Linked DNA regions of Anser cygnoides: region 1 is linked to region 2. Evidence: chromatin contacts called from public Hi-C data. All regions are on one chromosome and are shown on one strand. The core of a region is the stretch at or near the end of the contact, and the rest is flanking DNA. Distances in the headings are between cores, read along the strand shown. Region 1 holds the start of ANKRD13A (ankyrin repeat domain 13A). Region 2 overlaps KIAA1671 (KIAA1671 ortholog).

Region 1 (5,872 bases), core at 2,914-5,413, 120 kb before region 2:
ACATAAACAGTCAGGGAAGGATTTTTGTTGCTAGCCGCACAGACTGACTAATCAAATAGCTGTAATTATTCTCAAGCGGGCAGCATGCCGACTTGGATTCATATTCTGTGTGCCAGCATCCGTAACCTACTGGGATATCGGAAGCAGGCACATGTTTAGGAGGTTATTACATGGAGTGCAATAAGAACCCCCTTTAAATTCTCTACTCGTCACAACAGCAGCTCTAGCAAAAAGAGACGCTTGTTATGTATTGAAAAATTAGATTGAAGTAAATGCACGATGGAAGTCTGAAAGAAAAATTGAAGGTCACTTTCCAAAATAAATGTACCAAATTTAAAAGACAGCTAATTCTGATTTTAGTGATCTTCCACGGCAAAAACAAGAGCAATAAAAGATCACCCTAAAAGAAAAAAAAAAAAAAGGACCAGCCCCTCTCAAACGCTTAGCAATTTAAATTCCACAAAAACACTAAATATATTTATTTATTTATATAAAATCTACTTTTGATGAAGGAAGACGTTTTTACTCTCTACCTGCAGCAATGTTGGAGGCCATGGTGTGTGTTTGAGATGTCTCACTTGAGAGATATGACGCCCCAGACTTCGATGAACACTGCAGCACTCGTCACAAATCAGAATTCCCCTGTTTATAGATGCCCAACAAGGATCTGAAAAAGAATACTTTTATTACAACGCTGAAGGCAACACAACTCTGTATTTCAAACACAGAGACCAAAATAGGAAGCCCCGCGTTCTCACCTGAGCTTTACTGCTTGGTTGTTACATGAGCCTGTAAATGTTACAACCGAGTAGCAAGACAAACCTTCAGATCTAGCACATCCCAGGAAGAAGGAGGAATTCAAGATCTCACCCGTTTTGAAATACCCTACTTACTTCCAAATCCAGAGACAGGTCTGAGGCTGAATGAATACAACACAAGCCTGGTATCCGATGAGAGATCTGCATCATGTCAGCGTACATCTAACCAATTGTGCGTCATAAAAATCCTGCTCTAACCCATGCAATAAAATTACCGGATCCCCCAAACACGAGATCTGATCACTGTTGTGGTTTTTAAGCAGAGCTGATGCTGTGCGTGTGCTGAAGGCAACGTAGGCAAACCTGTTCAAACCATGGCTTAGGAGGGGAAGCAGCATCTATTCACAGATGATAACTATCACATAGCCCAGAGCCAAATTAAAGTGTATGTTTTAGAAAAAAAAAATCTAATCTAATTTAAAAAACAAAGTAACAACAAGCACGCAATCTTCTTATTAAATCACTCCATTATTTTAACAACTTTAACTTCTAAGAGGGGAAAAAAATAACAATGAAATGAGCTGCGTTAACTCTAAGCTAACAACCTAGGACTGGAGGCAGCCTTCCAGCCTAATGATCTAGTCCCTTTTTATTACAGACAACCTCACCATACACTCATTCATAAACTAATAAGGTTCTTCTGAAAGCCACCATATTGCTTGTTTCAGTCACTAGTTACAAGCTGCTCCTGAATCTCACTGCTCTGCTCCGACTAACAGTCAACAGCAGGTTTCTCTCAATATAACATAACTGGCTCCAAAGCTCGGCCGTTTAGCCACAATAAAGCAAGCTACTGTTTATCTGGTCATTTCGTAGCAGAAATGAGGCTTTAAAATTCTTTTGAAGAAAAGGCAGACGCTTTGCTTGTAATCTGAGCTCCTACATTCTACTTACAAGAAATAACATTCGTGAAAGAGTCCATGCGTATGCCTAGAATCTGCCTCAAACCAGCACCACTGGAAGCGTGCATGGTACGACGGGGAAAAAAAGAAGACAGAAATAAAAAGAAGGGAGAGCCAGCAGGCAGAATTGGCAAGGGGACTGAGAAGTTCTGGGGGGCAGAGAGGACGGAGAGCGGCTCAGGCCAGTTTAAAAGCCTGTGTGACGTGGAGGCAGCAGAGCTGACACCGTGCGCAGTGAAGATCAGAAAGCACTGGGAAGCCTAGGGATGCAACCTGTTCCCAAAGTCACGCCGGCTTATTCTAAGTGTTATTTTAATCAAAATGTACAAAGATTTGTGGAGTCTCGACTCAGTCCATACGTGGTTTAGTACCATGGAAAGGGAGCAGCATTACGGAGTGTGACAGAGCTGTCAGGTACAGGAGAGCCGACAGTTCAGGTTTAAATGGAAGTGTCTGTGCTGGGGTTTGTTCCGGTCCTTTTTTTGAAAGAGATACAGTTACGGACACAACCGAGATATGCTCAAGCTGATACCAAAGCACAAGAGGGGAGAAGCTAAAAGGGTCGGCCAGGGTTGCTTTCAGGAACATGGCAGCGTGACTGAAAACAGGAAGTGTGCGCAGGCGAGCCTGAGCCGCGAGCTCCTGCCTGAGAATAGGAAACGACCAGAAAAGCACACGTAAAATCGCCTCCCGTACGAGAAAACTGCTCGTGCTTCACAAGAAGAAACAAAGCACCAGCAAGCGGCCAATGTTACCGCAGCGGCCAGCCGCTGCTCCTGCGACGGCTGCTGTGGGTTAACAGGTCGCGGTCCCTGCAGCTCCCAGAGGGCCCGTCGCTGCTGCTTCAAGCGAAAAAGGGTTACTTTTATTTCGTTAAAGAAACGATCAAGGTTTCCTTACGCGGACGGACAAGCCAGCAGAGTTCTGCGCTAAGACCAGACGATAAGGCAACGCTGTTATGTCACGACACAGCAGAGCAGGGGGCCGGCTCCTGACACACCGCGCCGTCCCGGGGGGCCTCGCGAACGCAAAATAAAAATAAACCAGCGGCGGCCCGGAGCCGTACCCGCCGCCCCGCAACGCCACCGGGCCCTGAGAGCACACAAACGCTGCCCCCCCGTAATAAGGCGCACACGGCCGCCCGCCCGAGTTTCGCAAGCCCTGCCGTTGTGAAAACCGGGCTCTGCGGGGACGGGCGCAACCCCCCGAGGGCAGGAACCGGAGGGCGGCCCCGCTCCGGGGCCGGTGCCCCCCGGCCGCGTCCCAGCCGCCGAGCGCCACCGACGCGCCCTGCAGCGCCTTAAACCCGTCGCGGGGTGCCCGTGAGCGGTTAGCCGGGGAGAACCGGCACAGAAGGTAAATACTAAACAAGCGCAGAGACCTGGGAGGGAGGGACAACGGGTTTTATGAAAGATAAAAAAAAGTAGAGGAGGCGGTTTGAGGAACGGCAATGCTTCGGGTGCCCGCAGCGGGAGCCGCAGGGCACCGGCAGGGCTCTGGAAGCCCGGCTGTCCCAGGCACGGACCCCCCCCACAGCCCTCAGCCCGCCCGCTGCCACCGACAGCCCCCGGCCCCCGCTCCCGGCCCGCTCCGTGCCCCTGCGGCGGGCTCGGGGCCGCCCCCGCTCCCCGGCCCGGCCCCCTCCCCGGTGCCCCCCCGCCCGTCAGGGCCGCCCCCCCGGCGCACCCTGGGCGCTGCAGTCGGCGCACAGCTCGCTGCTCCGCAGCCGCTTCGCCATGGCGCCCCGCGGGGCCGCCGCTTCCTGCCGCGCTCACGGGGCCCCCCGCGCCGGGCCGGGCCGGGGCCGAGGCGCAACGCGCATGCGCCGGGCCGCCGCGTCCTCCGAGCGGGGAGGGGAGGGGGTGGAGCCGCCATGTTGGTTCCTGGCAGCCCGCACCCGCCTCACGCCGCCTGCCTTCCGCTGTCCCGCCGCGTTTTTAAGGGGGTGGTGATAAGGGGATCGCGGCAAGGGCAGGCGGGGCGCTGGAAGGAAAGGCGAGGCTTCGGGAGCGGCGGACGCGGAGCAGGCCGGCGGGACGGCTGGCGGAACTGGGAGCTCGCGGAGAACCCTGCCCTCACCCAACATGGCGGCTGCCGGCGTTGCCCGGGATCAAGATGGCGGCCGGAGGCGTCGGTGCCCGCGGTTGCCCTCACCTACAATGGCGCCGCAGGGCGGGCGCTCCCCCGCCGCCCCACAGCACGGCGGGCGGGCGAAACCAACTCCTCCTTAAAGCGGGGGGGGGGGAACCCGGTGCGCGCCGACATCCTCCCGCCGCCGGCCCGCCCCCTCCACCCGCAGCTCGATAGGGGCGGAGGTTCCAGGTTTTCAGCGACTTCCTCCTTCCGTGAGCGCTGAGGGGAGCCGAGGGGAGAACCCCTCCCCCCCCACCCCGTTCTCTGTGGTTCATCCCGGCCGCTTCCCCGGAGGGAGGGGGGGGCGGGGTTGGCGTGAGGGGACCGGGGCTGAGGTGACGGGGGAGGGACGGAGCGGGGCGGGGGGGGGGGGGGGCGGCACCGCCATGAGCTCCCCCGGCGGGGCCTTCCCCCTGCACGCCCTCGTGTGGGACAACGACCACCGGCGGCTGGACCAGGAGCTGCACGGCCAGGTACGGGGGGCCGGGAGCCGGTACCGGGAACCGTGAGGGGGCCGGGAGCTGTGGGGAGAGGCTACACGGAGGCCCCGGGCCCACGGGCAGGGCGGCCGGGGGGGGTCGGGGCACGGCCCCGGGGCCGTGCCCCGACCCCCCCCGGCCGCCCTGCCCGTGGGCCCGGGGCCCCCGGTGCCGGCCCCGTGAGGGAAACGGGCCGCAAACCCGCAGCAGAGCTCGAGCAGAAGCAGGGGGATCACGGCTGCCTTCCTCCTCCTCACCGTACGCCGACGGCACCCCGCGGTTTACTAACGCTTGCCCACAGCACGCTCCCCTGCCGGGTTTTTGGGGAGAATCTTTGGAATGCGGGTGGCTTTTGTCTGATTTCTGTAGTCTGAGTCCTTAACGAGGTCTGTAACCTTCTAATTCTTAGTCATTTGTGTAATCTGAGTCCTTAACGAGGTCTGAAACCTTCTAATTCTTACTGCTTAAAGTCCTTAACCTTATTGGCACGTTACTTCTGTTTATTTCAATAACATTTTGAGCTGGGGCTTTCTATAATCAAATAAGCACCGTTCTGCACCTCGTTCTCCTGAGGCGCCCGCCCCGGTGCAGTGCCACCACCTGAAACGCTGTGAGGAAACGAGCGACGTATTAAGATGGGATGTGTCTGTCTCGGACTTCCCTCGTCTGCTTTTAAATGACTTGATTTCGAGTATTCCAAAGATACGTTTCCTCCTGCTCCCTTGGGATAAGCTTCTCGCTGGCGGAGGGGTGCGTGAGGGGATCAGAAGGCACTTGCCAGCTGCACTTGGTATGGCAAACGATGGGTAAAATACCTGGTTACCGGTTAACAACAGCAAAAAAAAAAAAAAAAAACCACCAGGAGGGCCTTTTTAGAGTCCTCTGCCTGTCAGTGCAGTAGGCATTTCTCTGTAGGAAGGGGGGAAGCAAACGGATTGGTATTCGAGCACTGAAGTGAAAACAGAGCCCTTTAAAATGAAGCTTACCCAGCTGCGTGTGGTCTTTCGAACTGAACGCTGTCAGATAACCGCGTTAACTTGCGTAATAACTTTCCTTTCTTGTTCTGCTATTGACTTTCCCCTTTTCCTTTAGTTGTAGATGCTCTTCTGTTTCAAATCTCTAAGCTAATAGTGAAAAATATGTAAGGTATGAGTATGTTGTGCTTGCATGTTTTGGATATTTATGCCTGCATATCTTTTTACTTTTGTTTTTTGGTAACTCGTGCAAAGTGCACTCGGGCTTCATTGTGCTGTGTGTGTCAGTCAAATGGACGCTTTGTAGCTTAACATTTGCTTCTCTGCTTTCAAAAAGTGCTACACAAAATCCGTGTTGTATGGCCTGGTTTCTTGGTTTTTTTTTGTTTTGTTTTTCTTCCTGTTCTGCTGTGTAAGGTTAAATCTTCCACTCAAGCTGTTGACTGTCAATGGTGCAGTGCACGCAGGGTGGAACACCCGTCTGTTCCTGAAAGAGACCGCTTCTGAAGGGAGACAGAAGGGGAAATAATTACAGGAAAAGAAATGAGAAGCATCAGTGAGAGCTC
Region 2 (6,150 bases), core at 2,663-5,162:
TTTGTGTTATTTAATCTGTTTTAGGGAGCTAAAATACTTTATTCATTAGTTAGACGTGCCTGAAGAAGCTGTAACTTAATTAAAAATATTATAATGAAAATCCGTTTCTATAGTTAATGTTTCAAGTTACTGATAATTCCATCTCCCCAGCTCTGCATTTGTTTGACTCCTACACAGCGGTGGAATTGTTAGACCCCCTCAGGACGTCAGCTAATTACTTGCTGTTGCCTCTTCTTACCTTTAAATAGGATATTGTTGTGATGTGTAGGAAAGTTTTTGAAAGAACATCTTCGTGGTGCTTTTTGAGCACAAGGGTGTTTGTGGTCAGCCGAGTAAGTAGGAAATGATCACTGACCGCGAAGTCTGTGTGCTGTGCTCAGGGTGTGGAGTGAGAGCTCTGCATTTCTGAAAAGTAGTCTTTGTGTCCAGGGCAAAAGGCTTTGTTCAGTGGCTCTCTGTACAGTAACTCAATCTTGAGCTTGCTTTTCAATTAGACTTGTAATAATCAGGAGAAAAGTAAGCTTATCAAACCTGGATCATGGCAGTGTTAATGAGGCGTGCTGCAGGACGGTGAAATACTGCAGCTGTTGGTTGGTGTCGTTACCTGCGATCCGTAACGTTCACACAGGGATTGCTGAAAAGCAGGTTCCTGGGGAAGAGTGAGCTTTGGATCCTTGGTGACAACAGATGGACCTGCAAAAGTTTCTGAGAAGTATTGCTGCAACTGTACCAGCTAGCTAAAAATACATAAATGAAAGCGAAGTGTTGAGGGAGCCTTGCAGATGGCTTCATAAGGCTTTTATAAATCCTAGGTATGGTGGTTCAAGAATCCCGAAGTTCCTGGCTGATGATACAAGAGTCTGGTTTTGGTCAAATGAGCTGATGCCTCTTGGAGAGGGGGAAGAGCAGGACTCTTACTCACCAAATGCTGTGGTGGTCTCTAGATCAGCAGCTGAGGTTCAGAGACCGAGTCATAGCTCTCGGTATTCACCACATCATCATTTCCTTCCCTGGTCTGTTGTGTACGTTCCTCCTAGCTCTGATCTGTTCATCATCTTTAATTGGCTGATTATTGTAATTATGCATTCGAGTGCCAGGCATTCAGTGACCTGTGCTATTATATTTGAGCGTCTTCCAGGGTACATTGGGTATCCACCATCCCTTTTACAGCTGGCAAGGAGCTTTGCTGCAGCTGATACAAGACATCTTTAGGTCTGGCTTGGATAAGAAATCCTTTAGGAGCTGCTCAGCGGTCTGCTCAGCTGCTCGCATCGGGCAGGGCTGCCAGTGCATCAGGTACGCAGCCACAGCGGCGAGGCTTCCTGTGCCTTCGTAATGCCCTCGGCCCAGGAACCGGCGTTTTTGGGTTGCTTGTGGGCCCAGCCACTAGTGAGTGCTCCCGGTGGCTTCTGTTCCTGTCTGTAACCATCTCAAAGTTATGAGCAATTCTTGCTCTGCCCCAGTTTGTTTTTTTTTTTTTGTGGGCCGTTGCAATTTCATGATGTAATCTCTTTTTAATGTATCTGAGGCTACTGTAGGAGCACACCGATAAACAATTTATCAGTTACAAGTAGCACTGGGTAATATAAGCCAGGTCGGCATGCAGAGGCCAGACTTCTTGCGGTGGGGACAGATCTGAAAAGAGATAAGGCTCTGGATCTGCTCCAGGGTGGATGGCGCAGGAGAAGAATCGGAGCCCTGGCTGACAGCGAGCAGACGCCGCTGTGCTTGCAGGGGGAGCAGGGTCGCTGTCGGGATGCGAGCCATGTTAGATGCGATTTTAGTGCCCTGGGCAGGAGCCAGCTGTGACTTTGCTTCTGCTGAGCCACCCGCAGAACATCCTGGCCGATCGGACGGTCAGTGAGGGGCCTGGCTGGGCCCTTCGGAGGGCTCCTGGGCCTGCAGCTGCACGGCCGCGGTGCCTGAGGTGATCGGAAACCCAAATCCTGGGGCTCAGCGGCGAGCCGCGTGGGTGCCGGTCGAGCCAGATGAGACGGGTAACGTCAGCAGATGAGAGCAGCTACCAGAGGGAGCACCGTCGTCCCCAGGGAGAGGTGGATGTTGCCTCTTCTGGATGCCCCCAGCCCACGTAGGAGATGGTTACCTCCTAAAACGGGTACTTCATTAACATCTGCTGAGGGTGACGGGAAAATCACGTAGGGCAGGCGAGTGCCTGAAGATGCTGAGAACATGAAAAGACAATAGGTATGGTGTAAGATCGCTCTTGGCTCCACTTTTAACAAAATGAAGTTTGCTTTTGTTCCCAAAAGCCTGCAGGAGACCAGTGTTCGTTCTTCCACTTTTTTTTTTTTTTATGGAGTGGGATGGGGCTATCTCAAATAAGTTTATTGTACATTTACCCACTGTTCTTTTCAGTTAGTTAAGTGGTGTTTGGTTTAACTTTTCCAGTTAAACTTTAAAAATATCCTAGCCACGTGGTCAAAATGTGGGTTAGAAGGGCGATGGGTTTCTTTCTGCTCAGTGTCTTTTGTTTCCATGTTTCTAACCCAGAACTTTTTTTTTAGCTCAGAGATCACTAAGATGAAACCCTGTTGCATCAGAGAATCTCCGTTGCGTTGCTCTGCCACACGTGTGCTGCTGCGGTGCTCAGCTGAAGTGGAGGTGGCCGAGGCTGGGCCTTTTGGTATGGCCACTGGGAGTGAGGTTAGGGAATGTGCTTGTGCTGTTCCTGAGGAGTTTGCTTCTCAGCCTGGCACCTGTCTGTCTGAGTGGTGAACGCGTCCCGAAAGCATTCAAAGGAAGATGGCATGTTTTAAATGAAATGTTACGCTGCAGCGCTGTGATGGTTGAAAAAGACCTCATTCTTTGTTGCCAGCCATTAAACAGTAATTATAAAATTGAAAGGAGATAGGGTTATTGCAGGAAGGAACCAGATTTCGAGTTTGTTTTGACAAGGTATCAGCTGCTGCCTTTTAAAAACTGCTTTGATACCTCTTCACCAGATGATCGCAAAGGAGGCGACGGGTCGTTGATAAGCGTGCTGCCACTGCGTGTCACTGCAGCGGCGCGGCGATGGCAGAAGGCTGCGAGCACCGCTCTGAGCTCCACGTGCCGGCTGCCCCAGCCTTCCCTTGGTGGCTTCTGCCTGGGGATTCCCTGAGGATGAAGCTCGCTGCCGTTCTGTTACGGGGCTTGCTTCTGGTGACCGGGCGGTTGCATTTCGGGTACCTTTTTGCAGAGGTACAAACCCCTCCTCGGGTGGTGGCCGAGGTGTGCCTGCTGTGCTGATGTCGGCTGCAAATCGGGCATCTAAGAGCGAGTGAAGCACTGCTACAGAGGAAAACCTGTTTAGATAGCCATTCTCCTAATTCCTGAATGTTGTTGTAGGAGAGGAGTCCTAACTTCTGAGTCACTGCTGCGAGCACGCAGAGCAAGCAGAGCTGGCCAGGGCAGCCCGTTCCCCCCAGGAACGCGAGGGAGAGCTGTTGTGCACGCCGCTGCACGCACAGCATCCCCGGCAGCCTGTCGCAATTAGGAATGGGATTAAGTTTAATTTACCATGAAATGCTTTTACGAAATAGTGCATTCTAGGTTAACGTGGTGCAATAAGGATCGTGTTCAGAAAGACGCAGCCACTTGTAGACCTGGTGATTTTTTTTGGAAGGGACCCTGCTGCTGTGGGCTCGGAGCAGCCGGGGCTGAGGACCTGCCTGCACCTGCCCATCAGCGTGTCGGGCTCTGGGCACCCGAAATAGTGAGCACGCTTCTGATGCAGGGCTGAAGGGGGCTGTTAAACCGCATCGACACACACAGACCAGAGGTAACCTCACTGCCTCTCTACTAATATTTTGATATAAAGTTGTTTTGACTCAGTTCCTGCTTTCCCATGCTGTTGTCCGTGCCATTACCGCTGGGCGACAGCCAAGTTCCCACTATTGTTTCTGTTCTTTCAGCAGTTGGGACTTGTTAATACAGCCAGTGCGTGTTTACTGTACTGAAAGGAAACGGCATTTCAGAGAGCAGCTTGAGCACGGAGAAAGTAGTTCTTTGTAGCAGGCTTTCCTCCAGACACGAGGGGACTTTGTACTGTAGTGCAAGGCTTCTCTTAAAAATTAACTCGAGGTAAATCTTAAACATGGATAAAGCTCGGAAAAATGTAGTATTTGGTTTAGTGATTCATGGCTGGGGCTGGTAAATACACGCAGTGCTGTGGAGGCAGCATAGGTTATTTGCTATCCACATATTTGGCAAGTTTTGATTGTTAGAGTTGGAGATTGCAGATGTCAGATGAGGCTGGATCTAACTCCGGATTTGTTTCACAATTCAACGGCACTCCACAGGTCAGGGCAGGAAACGCGGCAGATCTGGTTGCAAACGCAGGAGGGACTGCAGCAAATCAGCCACTTAAACTCCACGGAGCCCCAGGCCTAGCGGGGACAATGCCCTTCGTCTAAAAAATATGAAGGCCCTGCCTGTAGCAGTGGACTGATGAGCAGTTTGACACAGCCTTTTACAGCTGGGGGTGTTTTAATGCCCTGCCAGCGCTGGGGCTGCGGAGGAGCCCGGTGGTGGCTGGGTGAAGCCCGGGGCAAGAGCAGTCGGTCCTGCCTTGGCCGTGTCCTGGGGACATGGAGCTGGCGCTAAGCATGGCTGGGCGATGGGGAAGAGGAGGCAGGGAGAGCACGGAGCAGGAAATAATGGAAGTGTGCACGCTCAGGGTGCTCGTTACACAGCAGTGCCTTATAACTGCTATTGCTTTTTTCATTAAAAATGGCATGTTGCAAGGTAAAATGGGTGAAGGACACATTGTACGAACTTATTCTTAATGTTTGTTCTGCTCGCTGTGATCTAGAAGTGGTTGATGTAAATGAAAGATGCGTGGAGTCGTGTTTTGCAGGGCGAAAGCAGAAAGAACACCGAGGTGTGCGGCGCTTCCAGCTGTGCGGAGGGAAGGTGGTTCAGGCACTTGTTAGGCAGGCGTGGGATTATGCCGAGAACAGCTGCAGTGATTTCAGATGCAGTTTTACTTTCCAGTTTCTTGTTCCTGCTCTTTGACGAAAGTAACGGCTTGCACGAAAGAGCGCTTTTCCCTTAGAGTGGGTTCTGAATTCGCAAAGTCACATTTATACCTTCAATAGCTGGAGATTACCTGAGCACATTCTGTAAGGGAGAAAATAATACCAAATTTCTCTAGCCAGGAAGTAATAAAAAGTTCCATATTTTATCCTTTTTGAAAGGATGATGGAAATGCATCCCTTAAGAAGTGATAAGCCTGGCATTAACTGACTTTAAAGAGCAGTATGCTTTGAGGCACATCTAACTTTTCCGAGAACGTACTGTTCTCTTTGTAGCGTGCGGTCCGTCTTCTGAAATTGGCCCTCGTGTTTTGAATTGCCTGTGTTTTCCGACCCCCTGAAGCAAACCTTACTTCAGGTGTGGCATTGCCAAGGAGCACTAGAATGTCTTGGTAGGCTTGAGAAGATGTCTTCCAAGCGCTCGGTCTGCTTCGTAACTGCAACGTGCGTGGGCCAAACCCTGCTTCCCCAGAAGCTCAGCCGTGCGCAAGGGAAGAGCTTCTCTCGCAGAAGGGCTCCTGGAGCAGCTGCAGGTGGGAATGCCGCATCCCGAGCAGCCAGTGCAGAAGGACATGAGGCTGGCTGAGCTGTGCAGGCTGCATTTAGCTGGGTGGCAAAACCGTCAGGAGGTGGAACGAGAGCTGGGAGTCTGGCATCGTCCCTGACGTGGCATATTCTGATGCCCTTGCACAGCGGTGTTGGTGAGGAGGGAGTTGAACGACTGCTGGGACACGGGGCTGAACTGACAGTGAGACTTCAGACAGGCGAAGAAAAGGAGATGATTCGAGTGGCTCTTCGTTTTGGCCCTTTCTTGTTTGCACATACATTCGATCAACTCTGATGGGAGCGAGAGGCTTCCCGCACGCCCCTTGTGTTCCCAGCTGTCATTTCAAGCAGTAACAACCTGACCCTATGCTTGTTTTTGTCCTCGTCATCATTTACCTTCTATGCCCTATGAGGCATAGAAGGTGAGAGGATGATATTCTTAGGTGATAGCAGTTAGCTAAGCATTAGCTTTTGTAAGTGTGTAGCTAATTTGTAATTTTCAGCCCATGTTGGATGAAAAGTCTATTATTTGTATGGTGATACTTATCAACAATTTTTTTTCTTAACA

Evidence for each region. Hi-C and Micro-C count contacts between places; a contact is called where the count stands out from the background.
Region 1: a contact with region 2 is called in a Hi-C map of liver, with 2.1 times the contacts expected there. The contact joins the promoter of ANKRD13A here to the enhancer-like site in region 2. A contact is called at or near these places in 2 of 7 Hi-C or Micro-C datasets (both in liver).

The regions. Positions count from the first base shown.
Region 1 is chr17:1,503,356-1,509,227 of Taihu_goose_T2T_genome, reverse strand. It overlaps ANKRD13A (ankyrin repeat domain 13A), which reads left to right and starts at 4,163. Exons shown (of 15, transcript XM_048073766.2): 1 at 4,163-4,326. The coding sequence starts at 4,240. GIT2 (GIT ArfGAP 2) reads right to left here and starts at 3,558. Exons shown (of 21, transcript XM_066979369.1): 1 at 3,407-3,558; 2 at 534-667. The coding sequence starts at 3,458.
Region 2 is chr17:1,386,918-1,393,067 of Taihu_goose_T2T_genome, reverse strand. All of the region lies in intron 6 of KIAA1671 (KIAA1671 ortholog), which reads left to right. Among named protein-coding and RNA genes, the nearest start is that of CRYBB3, 36 kb to the right of the region's middle. Within about 2 kb of position 3,912, at least 3 of the 3 cell types and tissues checked have open chromatin away from gene starts, as enhancers often do. A contact at or near this core is called in liver, where this site is marked.